Regions from separate parts of the Rattus norvegicus genome. Here region 2 is linked to region 1. Evidence: chromatin contacts called from public Hi-C data. All regions are on one chromosome and are shown on one strand. The core of a region is the stretch at or near the end of the contact, and the rest is flanking DNA. Distances in the headings are between cores, read along the strand shown.

Region 1 (7,924 bases), core at 1,804-4,303:
CCTTAGTGTCTCCATCTGTGGGGTGGGATTGCACAATTGCCAGTCCCTGGCAATGCTTTGGCAAACACGAGGAAGTCAAGAGAATGGGTATCTGAAAGGACTCCTGGCCAAGGTCAGCAGAGCTCACCCTTTCCAACTCTAAGCAGGCTGTGCTGCATCCTGGGCCAACTCTTCATGCCAGCCTCTCTGGGATGACCAGAGCAGGTGCCTTTGTGTCTGCCCACAGAAAAACCCTCCACTACCCTGCCCAACCTGGAACAGTTTGGCTCAAACCCCGCCCAGTGATCACAGGCCTGGGGAGGGAAGGGGAGGGGAAGGGACACTACAGGTAAAGGAGGGAGAGCCCAGCCCCTGTTCTGAGCAGCCCATCCATCATAAGGGGTGTGCTGGACCCTGTGAGGCTTGAAAGGCACAAGAGGATAAAGATCAGAAGAGGGTGCACGGTTCTGAGAGCAGCTCTGAGATGTCCCCTTCAGGTTACCCCAGAGGGGAGCTAGAGTGGCCCACTTTCTTGGTGGATCCTGAGCTAATGTGCTGTCAGGAGAGAAAATCACATGGGTCCAATGTTAGAATAGCATCCTGGAGTCCTGGAGAGACAAATCATAGGGGCCTGGCTCTGTGAGGGATCTGACTCAGAGTAAGCACCTTCCAGTGTTATGAATGCTAGCATGGAGGACAGAGTTGTAAATAAACACTCTTCATGATTTCCTCCCAACAAACTAGGCTGCTGAGGGCTAGGAGATTTGATTTTGACAGTAGTCACTCTTCCCTTGTGCCTGGCTGCCTTGAACAGAGAGCCATGAAACTACCAGCCCCATTCTTGGCAACCAGCTGGACCGATATCGTGGTCGTCCAGCTGCTGTGAACATCTCCATAAGCTACCCCATGGCTGCTAGGAACAGCACAAGCTGGGGTGCTGGGGCTGCCATTCCTGTTTTGGGAGCCTTGTACTGGTGTCAGCTACTCTAGATGATCTGCACAGATGTGAGCAAACTTCACTTGGGGCAGGACAGCCTCGTGAACGGATGACATCACTCGCTCGTGAGCACTCTCTTTAGCAACTCAACAAAAAGCCTGCAGCTTGAGCAGCGTGGGGGTCTGTACTTGGCTGACCACAAAGCATGTGGTGCCTTTTCCAGATATCTAAGCAGCTTGCTGGTCGCTGCTTTCGGGATAGTGCCCTCTCCTGTGTGCGGCACTCCTGTGTTGCAAGATCAGACCCAATAAAAACCTCCTTTTGAATGGCTTGTTTGTCCATTTGTGATCTTTATCATGAGTGAGGCAGCCTGGGCTGGTTGTATGAATTGGAGACAAGATCCCGAGTTTCCAAGTCTTAGCAAAAGTAGCAGCAGTTGCTTTAAAGGGTCCCAAGGTGTTGTGGGGAGCTAAGAACCCTGACATCTGAAGCTATGAGCATATATATATGAGAGCAGCTGAGAGCAGAAACTGAGAAGTTAAGAAAAGCTGAAACTCAGTGAGAGCCAAAGGCAGAGTCTAGACTATAGGGACTGCAAGCCCCAGAAGATTTTGGGAAAGTTACTGATGGTTTCAGAGGCAAGAGTCTCGGTGCCTAGAACTGAGGATACTGACAAGTTCTCTGAGCCCAGAGCACTAGAACTCTGCCTCAAGCACCTCAAGCCATACGCTTCTGGCTTTAAAAGCTCAGAGCCATATAAGTCTCTCGATCTCAAGGCTTAGTGGTATAGGCCCCTGGCTTTGGAAATTCAGGTTGTACATCTAAAACTCAAGGTCACCTACACCTCGGGAGTGCCTTCTTTCCCACTGATGATTCCCACCCAGACACGGTCTTTAGGGTCTCAGATTCTCTGAAGGATTTTGTTGGGTGAGGCACATATTTTGGGGAAGGAATGAGCCTGAGATAAAGACCTCGTCAGGTCTATGTCAGCAGGGAACTTCTAGGTATAGGATTACGAGTTGAGGATTAAGAATAGCATGTGCTGTTCTGTGCATGAAGGATGTTAGAATTTGAAGGCAGTGGTTTAATGACCTGTAACTAATGCCAGGGTTCCCCACTCCCAAAGATTTCCAGGACAGTAGCCATGGTTCTCTTCCACAGTGGGACTCCCCAAATCCCTTTCCCACCGAGTCCCTTCAGGTGATGCTCAGAAGCCTCCTGACTCCCAGCTCACGGAAGACCTTTTCTAGTCTGCAGCTCTACTGGTCCTGACTCCCAGGCCTGGGCTGGTGGGGAGGCCCTGCTTCTCCAGGCACCCCACTATTCTTACCCATTCCTCCCCACTGTAGCTAGGCCTTTTCCCACTCTGAATTCTGAATGTCTCTGTGGAGATAAGCCATGGCGTTCACCTAGTTATCCTAAATGTATCAATTCCTCTCTTAAGCTGGCTAGACTGGAGTCACTCCAATATCCAGATTCTGCAAGGCTCTGGACAGGGCCTACCCTGGTCCCTGGGAGCCCTGCAAATGTCAGATGCTGCAAGTGAGTGAGCCCAGAGCCTGGTTAACCTACCCCTTCAGGCTGGGGAAAGACTTAACCTTCTCCAAGGCTTTGCATTTAACTCCCCTAGGTGGTCTTGGTAAGGTGCCCTCACTTCTCTTTCCTCCAGAGGACCTCCCACTTGCTCTGAGTGGGTGGTAAACAGCCTTCCTTGGGTGCAGCGGCTCCACTGGTGAGGAGCATGGCTCTCCTTTTTGCTTCCTCCCTGGCCAGGCAACTCTGGGTGCTCAGACCACCAAGGCCGCTGCTGCCCTTTTAAGAGTTAGAGCGGGAAGGACCCAGCCATTGCTACCCGAGCCTCCTGTTTTGCACAGGGGGAAACTAAGGCCTAGTCCGGTAGCGAACAGAACCCTAGGTCCCCCAGATTAAAAGACATGATGCTGGCTCCATTCAGAGGTTCCCTCCAGGCCGGAAGGACCCTGCCTCCCCTCCCTCCTCTCCCCGGAGCATCAGCGGCGCCACCCGCTAACGGGAAAGCAGCGGCGCAGCACAAACTTGACTCATTCCTAACGTTTACAGAGGGTCACTTATTAGCCGGGACGTCCCGAGAGGCTCTGGGGGCGTAATAGGTTCCAGCTGTGGCCCGGTGCCTGCGATGGGTCGACGCCCAGCCAGAGCAGGAGGGGTGCGGAGGGGGAGCGGGAGGGGCGCGTCCCTGGCAGCCAGCCCTCCCCTCCCGCCTCCAGTCCCCTGCGCACGGGAGGATTGCAAGCGAGGGCTGCCCCGCCTCCACGCAAATGGCGCGGGGGAGGGGCGCGGGGCTCTGCTACAACGTGCAAGGAGGTCTGTGCTGACCCGGGCTTGGATCCCCTGGGATCCCGGAACCCAGGACCGCCTCCTTCCCCATAACCAAGTCAGGTCGTGGTGGGGAGTGGGGCTAGGGGGGTTTTCAGCGTCTGCCTCGCAGGCTCTGTCCATTGCCCACCAATGGCTTCCCCGGCCTGGGTGGATCACCATCTCTAGGGCCAGGGTCTTAACTATTTAGCCTGGGGAAAGTTGTAGCTCGGCAGTGGGACAGCCTCAGGGAGGGGGCTCAGATTGTGGGAAGGATACCAAGGCTGGGCAAAAGGGATCTCAATAGTCACTTTCCTAAAAGACCATATTCGTTACTTCCTACTGCACCCCCCCACCCCCCACCCCCGTGTGTGTTTTGGTCAGCCCGACCCATGCCAAACACCCTAGGGAGGCCAATGCCCCTGTCAGTAGCCTATGCATCTAGATCTTGCTCCAAATGGGTGTGTTGGAGGCTCAGTGGGGACAAACACCACTGCCTCTCACTTGGCTGTGGTCCTGTTGAGGGAGTCCTACCTAGGGGGACAGGCCTCTTTACCTCACCTTCTGTGTCAGAGCAGGACTCCTTTCTAAGAGAACTGAGGAGGGGCCCATGGTGCCTTCAACACACAGTGCACATAGATATGTCATGCCATTGTCTGTGAAGTTAACTGGCTGCTCTATGTTCCTGTGGCCTAGGCACCTCACGCTGCACTTTTGCCCTTGCCCGGAGACGGACTTGAGCAGGGAGTTCTGAGGGTGGGGTATGTATCCTCCCCCATTGTGGATCTTGACTCAAACATTCAGGGGAGCAGCGGTTGTTGCCCATGGAGAAACTCAGCCCAGGGAAAAGGCTCCAGCCCTCAGAGTGTCTGTATCCAGGAAAAGAGCACACCACAAGAATGGGCTCCGGTTTAGGGTCCCATCCTATCCCCAACCCTGCTCCACAGGCATGACCCTTCTATGTGTGTTCCTTCAAGATCTGGGGCGGGGATCACCCTGAAGGGAAATCCAGGCAACACTCAAGCACAACCACTAGTCAGGAAGGGCAGGGACCAATGGGAGCCCAGGCTCTGAGGTGCAAGACCTCTCCCAGTTCTCAGAGCTGCTGTCTAGGTTGGGTGGGAGGAAGTGTCAAGTGTCCCCACCACAAGGGGCTTCTTGAAGGGGTTGGCCTGTGTGAAAGGTGGGGTTATGGGGAGGGGGTGGAGATGCAGGGGTGGGGTGTCCTTTCATTGCTGCTTCAAACAGTGGGGACAGAATAGACCACTCAGATCTTCCCCCTCTTGGCTTAAAAGTCAGAGCCCAACTGGGCCTGGCAGGTACCAAAAGTGGTCCCCAGAGGGTGAGCCCAGCACTCTCCTTCCAGGTTGCGGGTAGAGGAGAAAACAAAACAAATAAAATCCATTGAACTCTGTAGGGATACAATTGAGGTGGTGAGGGCTGGTTCCTGTTTTCCCAGCCAAACTAAACAGGAACCACGTGAGTGTGAAGTCCCAGCTGCTCCCCTCTCCCTGGAGTTAGTCCTTGGTGGACTTCCTGGGGTCCTCTTACAGAACCAGCAGCAGGCCCCTCCCCTAAAGCCCTGCAGGGTCTTCCTGTAGCAGGCATGGTAGGACACAGAGATAATGAAGGCCAGTATGCAGACATGGAAAACGCATGAGCTAATTCACCATCTCTTGTTCATGAGTATGACCACAGACAGGTGGACAGTCTAGGTCCTGGTCCCCAGGGGAGAGCAGAATGAGTTTAAAAAGGAGCCTGGCCCTTCTGGTAGAGAGAAAGGCAGGACTTCACCCTACCTTCCAAATAAAGAACTCAGCAGCAAGCAATCAGGACAGGACTGCCAAACCTCTGTTTAAAATCTCTGAGGGATGGGCTGGGGATTTAGCTCAGTGGTAGAGCGCTTACCTAGGAAGCGCAAGGCCCTGGGTTCGGTCCCCAGCTCCGAAAAAAAAGAACCAAAAAAAAAAAATCTCTGAGGGAGAGGGATTCCATCAGACAAGCACAGTATAACTTGGGTACTATCTCCGGGCGGGACTGGACTTGGTGGCTGATGTGGGGTAGAGAACCGTCCCACAACTCAGTTCAGGCCTGCTGCTAATGCTGCGTGCTGAGCTCCAACAGTGCCCTCGTGTGGCCATTTCCAGTACTGCAGGAGGGCTGCCAGTCCTGCCCAAGTTCTGGAGCTGAGGTTGGGCTCAGGGTCTCCAACGTTACTGACAGTAAGAGAACTTGTGACAGTGTGTGAGCTGAGGCAGGGTAGGTGGGTTGAAGTGCCTTAGCACTATCCACGATCCAGGAGCAGATGTTTTAAGATATCTTGACTTAGAAACTGCCCTTCTTCCCCTGTGTGAGACTATTTGGGACTGAGACTCAACCCTGAGCTCCCAAACACGTATGGGGCTAGTTCCTGGATATCCAAATCTCTAGACAGTCCCCTGACTGGCATGCACCTGGTTGGATGCCCATGGATTCTCCTGTACTCCTTCAGTGAACTAGTCTGGCCAAGAGCAGGCCCAGCTGGAGGCTCAGAGCACTTTGGCCTCCTGCAAAAGAGAGGGTTTGGTCAGGAAGTCTGATGAGCTCTCTACCCAGTAATGTCTACTCCTGTGTTTGATGGGCTGCCTTTATAGCTTCCTTGATTGATATCCCTCAATGCCTACTGTGTCTGCCAAGCTGGGGCATGGGGCATGCCCTTAGAGTGGAAGCTTGCAAAGTCATGAGGGGGCTGGATGTTGAAGCAGGGGGTGAAGATGAAGGGGACGACTTACCGGTCCACCCCTAGCACAATGCTTGGCACACAAACAGGCTCAGACAGGTTCCCAGCACAAGTAATTGAAAGGCTTATTGGAACCGCCAGAGGTATGAATCACTAGCTACAACATGACTCACAGCAGGGACTGCTCAGCAGGGTGAGGATGCCGTCTGTCCTGTCTGCTCCTATGTCCTGACACCTACACAGGTTTCCTGGGGAAGGTGGCCAGTCTGCAAGGCAGGGCAAGCAAAGGCCCTGGATAAAGAACATGGGTGAGGAGGAAGCAGAGAGAGGGGTGGCTTGACAGGAGAGAAAACTGGAGCACCATTGCCAAGGCTTGGTGGCCTATCCAGTCAGTGCAGTGGCACCGGTGTCTGGACATGTGGCTCTGGGGACAGAGATAGTCAGCGTGCCCTTCCCTACGGCGTGTGATTAGCATTGAACCCAGGCCACACTTGGACCACCTCCTGCACTCCTGGGATCTCATACCCTTGGTCTGAGGAGTGAGGTGTGACTTTGAAGGTGGAGTGATAGGGGGGGTCCTACGCGAGCTCCAGGATACAAAGGTTGGGTGAGAGCTCTGGATCTTTCTGCCCACCGCCAAGACATCTGGTGATCTATACTTAAGTCCCTGGGGATTTAATCAGTAGTACTTACCTAGGAGGCACCCATGAAAGCCCTAATGAGGAGCTTGGTGTAGATACAGGGCTGAGACAGGCATGTACCTCAATGGGGTGCCCTGCCCCATACCAGCCATATTTCTCTGTAGATGCCTTGATCCACAAAGTAGATGTTTAAGTCACTGAAGCGGTGCCTGAATGTTGAGGGCTGTTTTGGCAGGTTACTGAGCTTGAGGAGACCTCAGATTTAATTGGCCAGTCAGAGGGCAGAGGGCAGAGGGTAGTCTATGATGGCATCTGAAGAGCTTCATCCCCATCCCATGAGGCTGAGTCCTAGCACTACCCCTGGGATGCTGACGTTAGAACAGGTGGATTGAGAGGGTTAAAGACTTGCCTGTCACCAGCAGCTGAGCAAGTGAAAACAGTTCTTACCGCTGAAGTCTTGCTTTAAACACAGAAGAAAGCAGGAAAATAAGGTGGCGATTCCTTAAAAGATTCGTGTAGAATTGAAGCTAGATCCCACAGTCCTTCCAGAACTGACTCCACAAAAATGACACCAGAGACCCAGACGGATGGACCTGCACCCTGCTGATGGTGGTAGCATTGCTCACACTGGGGAAGCAGCTTAGTGGTCCACGCAGGGAAACAGCGAGCAGTGAACAGCGCATGGCCCACCCACAGGAGGGACTGCCACTCAGCCGTGCTGCACCATGGGAGGACCTTTGGGACACTGTGCTAAGTGAAATAAGCTGACAGATTCAGTTCAATTCACAGAAGGCCCCTAGAACGGTCAGGTGCACAGAGACAGCAAACAGGCCAGTGGCTGCCATGGCCTGGGGGAGTTGGTGTGTAATGGGGATGGAGGTTTAGGAAGATGAAAGGGCTCTGTGGCCGGATGCTGTTAATGTTTGAGAATAGTGCAAATGCTATTACTGAACTGCACACTTTAGGATAGGCGAGAGGGTGATTTTTGTGTTATTTATATATTTTTGCGTAATTTTTTATTACAGCTTGAAAATTGAAGGAGGCTGAAAGTCAGCGCACACGTCTCAAATCAGATTGGCAACGCCACAGATTAAAAACGAAGGAGAAATAAATACGTGGGTTGGTTAAATATAAGAACATAAAATTGAATGTGCCGGCTGTGTTTTGTCCACTTGACAGAAACCTAGACATATCTGAGGAGGGGAGATCTTAACTGAGAAAATGCCTTTGTACGATTGGCCCTATGCCGATGATTGACACGGGAGGGCCCCGTGCGTCGGCGACACCCCTGGATTGGTGGTCCTACATAGTATA
Region 2 (7,924 bases), core at 1,414-3,913, 57 kb before region 1:
GCTGGCCAAGGCCATAGTGGGGGCTCCCAGTGCCAACTAAGACAAGACTGAGACCCAGCCGGCCATACCACAGCTTCCAGTCTTTCCTACAAACCTGGCAGTAACATTTCCAGGCAGCAGGTGGTGGGCAGTATCCCACACCCGCCAGGAGCTTCTCCTTACCTGCGTTCAAAGGGCTAAGCAACAACACATGCTCTCAACAACTCCGGGGCCAGTTACTATGACGCAAGAAAGTGACCGAATGCAAGGTCCTTTCTAGATAGGAGCCACCCTCAAGATGGAGCTGTCACTCTGAGAGAACATGTCTGCGCGTCCCTAAGGGAGACTCAAACAGTACCAGTCTCACACAGGGCACTTCCAGCTTTCCCTAGGATGTGGAGCGACACAGAGAGATGGGGCAGTCATTCTTTCACTCACTACGCCTGAGAGCCTACTCTTAGACAAGCTGTCAGGGCCGGGAGAGCTACCGACACCATAACTCACTATGTGGAGATGGATGAGGGCCAGACAGAGGCATCTAGGGCCCTCTCAGCCTCTGTGAGACTGGGACACTCAGCAGACACCGTGCGCCAGAGTCATCGCCTCCTTTCCTCCAGATAACCCTGGCAGTCGCCCAGGCCTGTGCCCCAAGTGCTGTTTCAGGCCAGATGTATGGGCACGGCTTCCCAGAGCTCCATGTTCTTTCCCACTGAGCAAAGAGATCAGGGAGGTTCACTGTGCACACCATGACCACACCAGTGACTGTTTTCTAAAGAGTATCTGTGTTTCAGGGAGAGGCTCTGGTAGGGCGTGTGTTTTCCTAAGAGCCAGAGGTCGGTTTCTCATGTTAAGAAGGTCAACCACTTAATATTTTCACCTGTGACTAGGAGTGGAAAATCCAAGCCGGGCCAGAATGCTTAAAGAACATTTTGACAGTTCCGCATTCCTCTTCCTGCTGGGCAGACCCAGAACACAGCTCTTCCTGTCTACCACCTACTAGCAGAAGTCTTCACTCTGCCCAGTCGGAAGGATTTTCAGGGATGTCTTTCTGCCTTTCTTCTCTCTCTATGCCCCTCCATGGTCATGTCACCAGACACTGCCACCAAGGTGAGGAGGCAGGGAAGTCAACCATGAGGCTGTGGAGTGTTACAGCGGTGGACTGTGTGGACGATGCTGGTCACTGTGGGGTGCAGGGTTCTGAAGATGGTGTTGGTGGTGGACAGGACCCATGAACAGTGTCAGTCAGGAGGATGGTAATGCGGACCATGTGACTGGTTATGGAGGCAGTGTTCAAGATGGCAGGGATGCCAATATGGCCGCTGAGGGCAGCGGTGCTTATGGCAGAGGGAAGTGTGCCAGAGGAGGCACTGATCGTGGACGAGGTGGTACTAATGACAGAATGGTTGGGAGAGCTAATGGTAACTGGTGTTGGACATGGCAGAGGGTGTGTAAGAACATGGGTTTTAACTATAGACCACGTTGGCTCAGGCATCTCTAAGTGGATTTGGGTAATTCAGGAGACGGCAAGGCTGGTGCAAAGTGGTCGCTTCACCACAGCTCATCCCTTTGTCTGTGCACAGGTGACTGGCTCAGGGTCAGACTCTGAGAACATGGAGACTGGCGCTTTGTCACCACTGAGACCTCTCCTGCACCCGTGTCTGGGGATGGGGAGAGGAATTACCCTTGGGAGCCCTGTTTAGAGGGTCTGATCTCAGTGGACAACCTCCGGACTAAGATGGGGGGAGGGTCTGGGGCGGGGAGGTGTAAACCCCTCTACACTGCCCCTAGCTGCCAGCCCTGCCCAGCGCAGGTCAACTGCAAGGAATTCATGCCAGAACTCCTTCTGGCCCAGCGCTTGGGTGTTAACTGTGGGTGAGGCTGGAATGGCTTAGAGAGAGCTGAGACCATCACAAGCCAGATGCCCCACTGGGGAAACTGTGGCCAGAGGCTATGTGCCCACTGCCATATAGTTTTCTGTGAAGGAACACAGAGGTTCCCCGCTAGGCACTGCGGTGCCCGTAGCTCTGAGGAAGCCTGTCGAACTCTGCCAACGTCCCAAACAGGTCGGGCCATGAGCAGCAGGGGCGCGCCGCGTTCCGCTGGCCTGGCTGTCGCCTAGGTGCCCTGGCGGCTGCTCGCCCCGCCCTGCCCACGCCTCTCCCGCCAGCCGCTGTCCGGCCTTGGCCGCGGGAGAGAGGAAGCGCTGTCCTCATTCCACCTCTGCCTGCCGCGGTGCCAAGTTGCTGGCGGCGGAGGCAGCGCGAGTTGGGGTGGAGGGCAGCGGCGCCCTCCCCGGAGCCCCCTCGAGCTCGGGGTTACTCACGTAGAGTCCTGAGTGCTCGGCGCCGAAGAACGGGAAGGGCACCGAGAGGGGCTGCAGCCCTGAGCCGCCGTCGTCCTGCTTCGGGGTGACGGCGTCGCCACGCTTCGTGCCGAACGGGTAGAAGTCGGCGAGGGCCACCGCAGCGCGCACCCCGCGCGCCCCGAGCCCCAGGGCTGCGGCCAGCAGCAGCGCCCAGGCGGCGCCACGGCGCATCGCCAAGATCAGAGGGCGGGCCACGGGGCTCGGGCAGGTGGCTATAGTCACCGCACGGCCGACTGGCCGCACCGTCCTCTCCCGCTAGCTCGGGTCACACTCCGGGGACCCGCTCAGCTCAGGAAGGTGCGAGGCAGGACCGCAGACCGCCAGCCTAACGCGGGGACCCGGGTTTAAATAGCCTGCCCAGGCGGCCACCCGGGAAGGGCGGGGAGAGGCGGGATCATGCAAATAGTGGCATTTTTAACTTGCTGGTCCTCTGGGTGGGAGGGGGCCAGAGCGCAGCTCCCAGGCCCTCCTGTCTCCAGGCTCATTAAAGTCGAACTAGTACTGGGGTGGCTCCACCTCCAGACCGGAGGCCCTCTTGCTCCCTTGCGTTTGGGCTATCTTGAGGTGAGGACTTACATTCTCCTGTCACCAGCTTAGGGCCTGCCCACAGGAGGGGCTTGGGCTAACCCAGCAGTTCCGAAGCTGACTTGTTGCCCTAAGGCCTGATTTTGAACAGGCTTCCTGTGCGTCCTCTGGGGTCCCAGTCAGGCCAGAGCATCTGGCTTTTCCTTATTGAATGTCAGTCTGGGCCACTTCACCCCGCAACATTTAAATGAACCTTGTGTGGCCACACCCCAGCCCTAGCCTAGGGCATTAACTTTCAGTACCAGCTGAAGCCTGTCCCAGGGTCTGTTCCTTATCTGGTTTCACTGAGGATGAACCTTGGGTCTGGGAGACTCGAAGACTTGCACAGCTTTCTCTCCTGTAACAGCTTTTCCTGAAGGGATTAGTCTTGTATCACAATGTTAGGGAAACCGGGTAGGCTGGTCACCCAGGCCCCGTGGGCAAGTCAGTGGCTGTGGCTCCTTAACCTTCCTTACTCTTCTGGAGAATTGCTTTGTAAATAGCTGTCCTGCCTCAGGGGTGCAATCTGGTCTCTTTCTGTGACCCCCTGGGGACTCCTGGAGCTTCAGTTTCCACCATGTTGTCTGATCCCAGATGCTACTGTTGGGTGACATGTGACTTGTAAGCCAAATCTGGGGTCCCCAAAGACAAAATGCTACCTCTCAAGAAGCAAGCAAGAAAAAACAAACAAACAAACAAATCAACCAACCAACCAACCAACCAAACAAACAAACAAAAAACCCAAACTGTCACTGAGATTCTGGTTTGTACTGGCTTTGCGGGGTTTTTTTTCTATATGTCCTGAAATCTCTCTAAGAAGCATGGGCTGTGTTTCAGTTACAGCAAGGGACATTGCATATTATTTTTAAAGTATAGCAGAGAGTTCTCCTTGTGTCAGCCAGGAGTTCCTAGCTCACACAGATCATGTTCTCAGCAGACTCACCACTGTGAGACTCCTAACACCCTTGCCTCAGCTCTGGGCCAGGCACCAGATTTAAGGAGGCGGCCCCTGACCACCATTTTGGTTTGCACTGACCACTTCTACCCTATATCTGGCGCATGGCTTGCCTTCCTCTGGCCCACCCCTCCAGCTTTGTGTAGTGATTCTGTTTGGCAGAGGGGTAAGCCAAGGCTGGAGATGTGAAATGTTCTGCTGTATAGATCAGCCCTTGGTACTAGGTGTGGTGGTGACTTTAGTCCCAGCACTTGGGAGGTGGGTGGATCTCTGAGTTCGAGCCCGGAGTGAGTTCCAGGGCAGTCAGGGCTACAAGGAGAAACCCTGTCTAGCAAAAACAAAACAAAAACAGATTAGCCCTCAGGCCAGGCTTCTGGATTTAAGAGTACTCTGTGGTAAATTCCCTCATCTCATTGACTAGACCATACCAGGGTTTAGACCAGACCTCACAAGGCATCCTCCCGCACAGCCTCTAGCACAGAGTTACCAGCAGGCCTAGCCACCATGCTGGGGATCTAGGAGCCTCTCGCTTCCTGGTGTTGGGCATAGGGCCTCCTTGGAAGCTCTCTCCAACTACACACCCTTGCTTTACCCAGAGTGTCCAGCCATGGGTCCCGTCTCAGCACTGACAACCTTCTGCTGGAACGCATGCCTCAGGGGTCCTGGTAAAAGGTTTAAGTCTGCTTGGGGACTACTGGGTTGCCACAGCACTCAGCGCACTGTCAAGTACACAGCGGTGCTCAATAGAGTCGTTGATTGAAAATTGTCCCTCCAGGTATGGTGAAATAGTGGTGAGACGTGGGCTCCTGTCTGCTTTCCACTGGAATCTACTGATCAGCTGCGGGCTGCCAGGACAGAGGCCTATCTCAGAGCTGGGCTTGTGCGCGGGTCCAGCTGCAGGCTGGATCCTCGGATCTCCATCAAGGGTCAGTGGTATGGTGCTTACAGCATCCCCAACTGGGTGCCCTGTGCAGATTTTTAGCAAGGCCTGGGACACAAGGTTGGGGGTGTGGTGGTGGGACTAACAGATCTCACTGTTGTTGCTGGGCGTCACATTACACACACACACACACACACACACACACACACACACACACACACACACACGAGACCCACAGGCAAAGAGAGAGAGAGAGAAAAAAAATCTTTTTTTCAGGTGCTAAAAATATGATCAGGAAATACTTTTCAGCAACGTGCTGTTTTAGGTCCCCCCCTGGACTCAAGGGCGCCTTTGTCTCTACCACAGAAAATCCACATTTATCACAACAGAAATCGTTTTATCAAGCAGGCTCATGTTCTGCGGCAGGAAACTTGAGCTCCCCAAGAGGCCTATGACACTTTAATTTAGGGCCTGACTGTGTGTGCCTGTTTACATGGGGGAGCCCTGGAGCCACCCACCAGATGTTCAGGCCTTAGGAGTCCGTGAAGGTCAGGATGGGGAATACTATTCCTGTTCCTCCCGGTAGGGGAATTAGGCTAGTACGCTGGTCCCACACAGAGGCCTGAGGGCTGCAACCTACATATCTTTGCTCCTTCCCTTTGGAGGTAGCTAGAGTAACGCATGCTCCCCTACAACAACTTTTTCCTTCATGCAGCACACACAAGCCCTTCCCTCCTATCAGTCCCACCAGTGACACTACTATTCCAGGATGGGTTGGGAGAGGCCTCAGGGCCCTGGGGAAGGTGAGTCCCAACTCCTGAGGAGGAGCACGTGTCCCACCTTGACCGAGAGGGGAGGGGTGCCATACCTGCACACATCCTGTGCACAGGAGGCCAACCTCAGCACCCAGGAGGTGACCACTGCTACTGACAATTAGCTGGAGCTCAGCATATGCGCCCCCAAATGGCTACAATTTGTTTTGTTTCAAGCTAATAGGAACTGAATGCAGGTGGGGCTCAGGAAGAACTTTCCCGCCCACTCGAGTGGATAGTGACGCAGGAATTGGTCTGTGGAAAACTGAATCCACTTGAGGTTCGTGGTGGCTGGGAACACATGCACATGTGGACTTGGGACTCAGGTGTCCTGGGGGCTGTCTATTTCCTGTTTCCTGAACACTGGGACAGCTGACCCAGGATGGGCATGGAGTCCTGAGAAACCACAACGGATAAAGTCACACTGCTAGGATTTTTTTTTTAAAGGTATTGGGGAAAACCTGATAACATCACACCAAGTAAAACACTTGGGAGACAGTATTCAGAGTAGCATGCCTGCTACAACAATCCTAAGTGTGTGTTTTGGAGAGAGGAGCGTCTCAGGTTCCCTCCCCTCTGCAGCAGTGGGGCTTGGGTTACGTGTGGTGGTCTTTACATTTCTCCTGTGAGGTTTTACTTTCTTGTATGGCAATCTTTGAGTCAGGCACGGATCGCATATTCCAGATGGTTTCCAAAGAGCAGATCACCCAGGGATATTGCAGTGATCTTGGTTTGTGTAACAAATTCCATGGCACTCTGCCGTGACAAAGTTGCCCAGTGACATTTCTCAGATTGTCTCCATTGTCAAAGGACACAGGATGCATTTTAAGAACATTAACGTTTTAGACACCTCAGATAAACAGTGCATGTTGGTTATATCCTGCTCCAGCATTAGTCAAAACGGAGCTCTGGTCAAACCCTTGGATACCTGAGTCTAGAGCCAGAACCAGACATGGAGTAGGTGGTACTCCAGGCCCTGGGAGTCTATCATTGCCCGACCAGACATGAGGACCACTCTCATGCTCTCACAGACATCCAGAGTACCTGTTCAGATTGGGGGGCTCAAGAGCAGAGCTGAGCTAGGATCTCCCAAATGGATGTTGGGATCCGTCAGACTTCATATGGGCCACGAACCACATGTGGGGCAGGCCAAAAGGAGACACTGCCTGCCCTCCCCTGGAAGTGGGACTGGGCGGTTCCAGCAGTGAGATATCAGAGCTCATTCTTCTCAAACTCTGGGAAGAGCAGGAGACAGAAGACCAGGTCCCCTACCACCTGCATAGCCCGAATTGTTCACCCCTTGGGCTCCTCCTTGGGCTTCACCTCTACTGTGGGGTGCCCTTCCATCCACTTTAGTTTGCATGTGTGTGCCTGCAGCTCCACTGAGCAGGTGGGCTGGGGCATGGCCGGCATGGGGTGAGGAGTGGGGTACTGGATTTGATCCGCTGGTTGCCAGTACTTAGTTACCTATCTGATTTTGGCCCAGCTACAAGGTTTCTTCACCTCGCAAACTGTGGTCTCAGAGCACTTCTGTGAAGGCCTTTCACAACCACTACCACTCTGCCCAGGGCAGTAATCACCAGATAACACATACCAATGTGTACATGCCTTAGAAAATATTTAGAGAAACGCAATATATTCTTTAGAAATCATCCCTTCTCAACACAAATACATTCCTTTATGTTGAATAAGGAAAAACAATATCTCCTGCACAGATGTAAATACTCAAGAGTGTGGCAATCTCAGAAGCCCTCGCTGTGCTGGGAATGTTCCCCTGAGCAGCCAGTGCAAAAGCGGGATCACTAGGGAGCACCTTGGTTGGAAGCACCTTGGCCGGGTCACAGTGTTTTTTATTTTGGTGCTGAGAAGTATCCAGACCTGTCCTTGTTAAGTGTGCCCCCTGCTTCCAGGTATATTTACAGGACACCTCCTCAGCTGTCAACTTCAGTCCCATTGATGTCCCTGGGAAACCAGGGAGCCTTGCGAGGTCAGGAAGAGGAAGGCATTAATGCTGCAGGTGGGCTCCCTGAACCAGCAGTGGAGGAACCCCCTGGCCTCCTGTGGGAATCTCCAGTTTCTGTACCGCTCTTGGGTCCTCCAGGGGATGGTGCAACACTTCCACAGGGGAGCTGCAGACCAGAGGAGGAGGAAGATAAGGGCTATCTACGAAGTCCCAGTTTCTCAGGCTCAGTGGGACAGGCCGTCTACTCTCCTCTGCCAGGCTGTGTTGGCTGGGACCTGGAAACTGTAGGTGGGCATATATCAGGGTCCCTGTGCCACCAACTTATCCTTTGTCCAAGGAAGCCATTGCCAATGGGTCTCTGTGTTCTCCCTTTCAGAGCCTGGGTGTCAGGGTCCTTCTTCACACT

The links. A called contact is a pair of places that touch in the nucleus more often than the background predicts.
Region 2: a Hi-C map of mammary epithelial cells shows a contact between it and region 1, with 2.3 times the contacts expected there. The contact joins the promoter of Sned1 here to the enhancer-like site in region 1. A contact is called at or near these places in 2 of 12 Hi-C or Micro-C datasets (liver and mammary epithelial cells).

The regions. Positions count from the first base shown.
Region 1 is chr9:101,159,275-101,167,198 of GRCr8, reverse strand. The region is part of intron 2 of Crocc2 (ciliary rootlet coiled-coil, rootletin family member 2); the gene reads right to left. Among named protein-coding and RNA genes, the nearest start is that of Crocc2, 7.4 kb to the right of the region's middle. Within about 2 kb of position 3,053, at least 21 of the 93 cell types and tissues checked have an H3K27ac peak or open chromatin away from gene starts, as enhancers often do.
Region 2 is chr9:101,216,269-101,224,192 of GRCr8, reverse strand. Sned1 (sushi, nidogen and EGF-like domains 1) reads right to left here and starts at 2,663. Exons shown (of 31, transcript NM_001413841.1): 1 at 2,303-2,663. The coding sequence starts at 2,515. Crocc2 (ciliary rootlet coiled-coil, rootletin family member 2) reads right to left here. Exons shown (of 34, transcript XM_063268171.1): 34 at 7,157-7,924.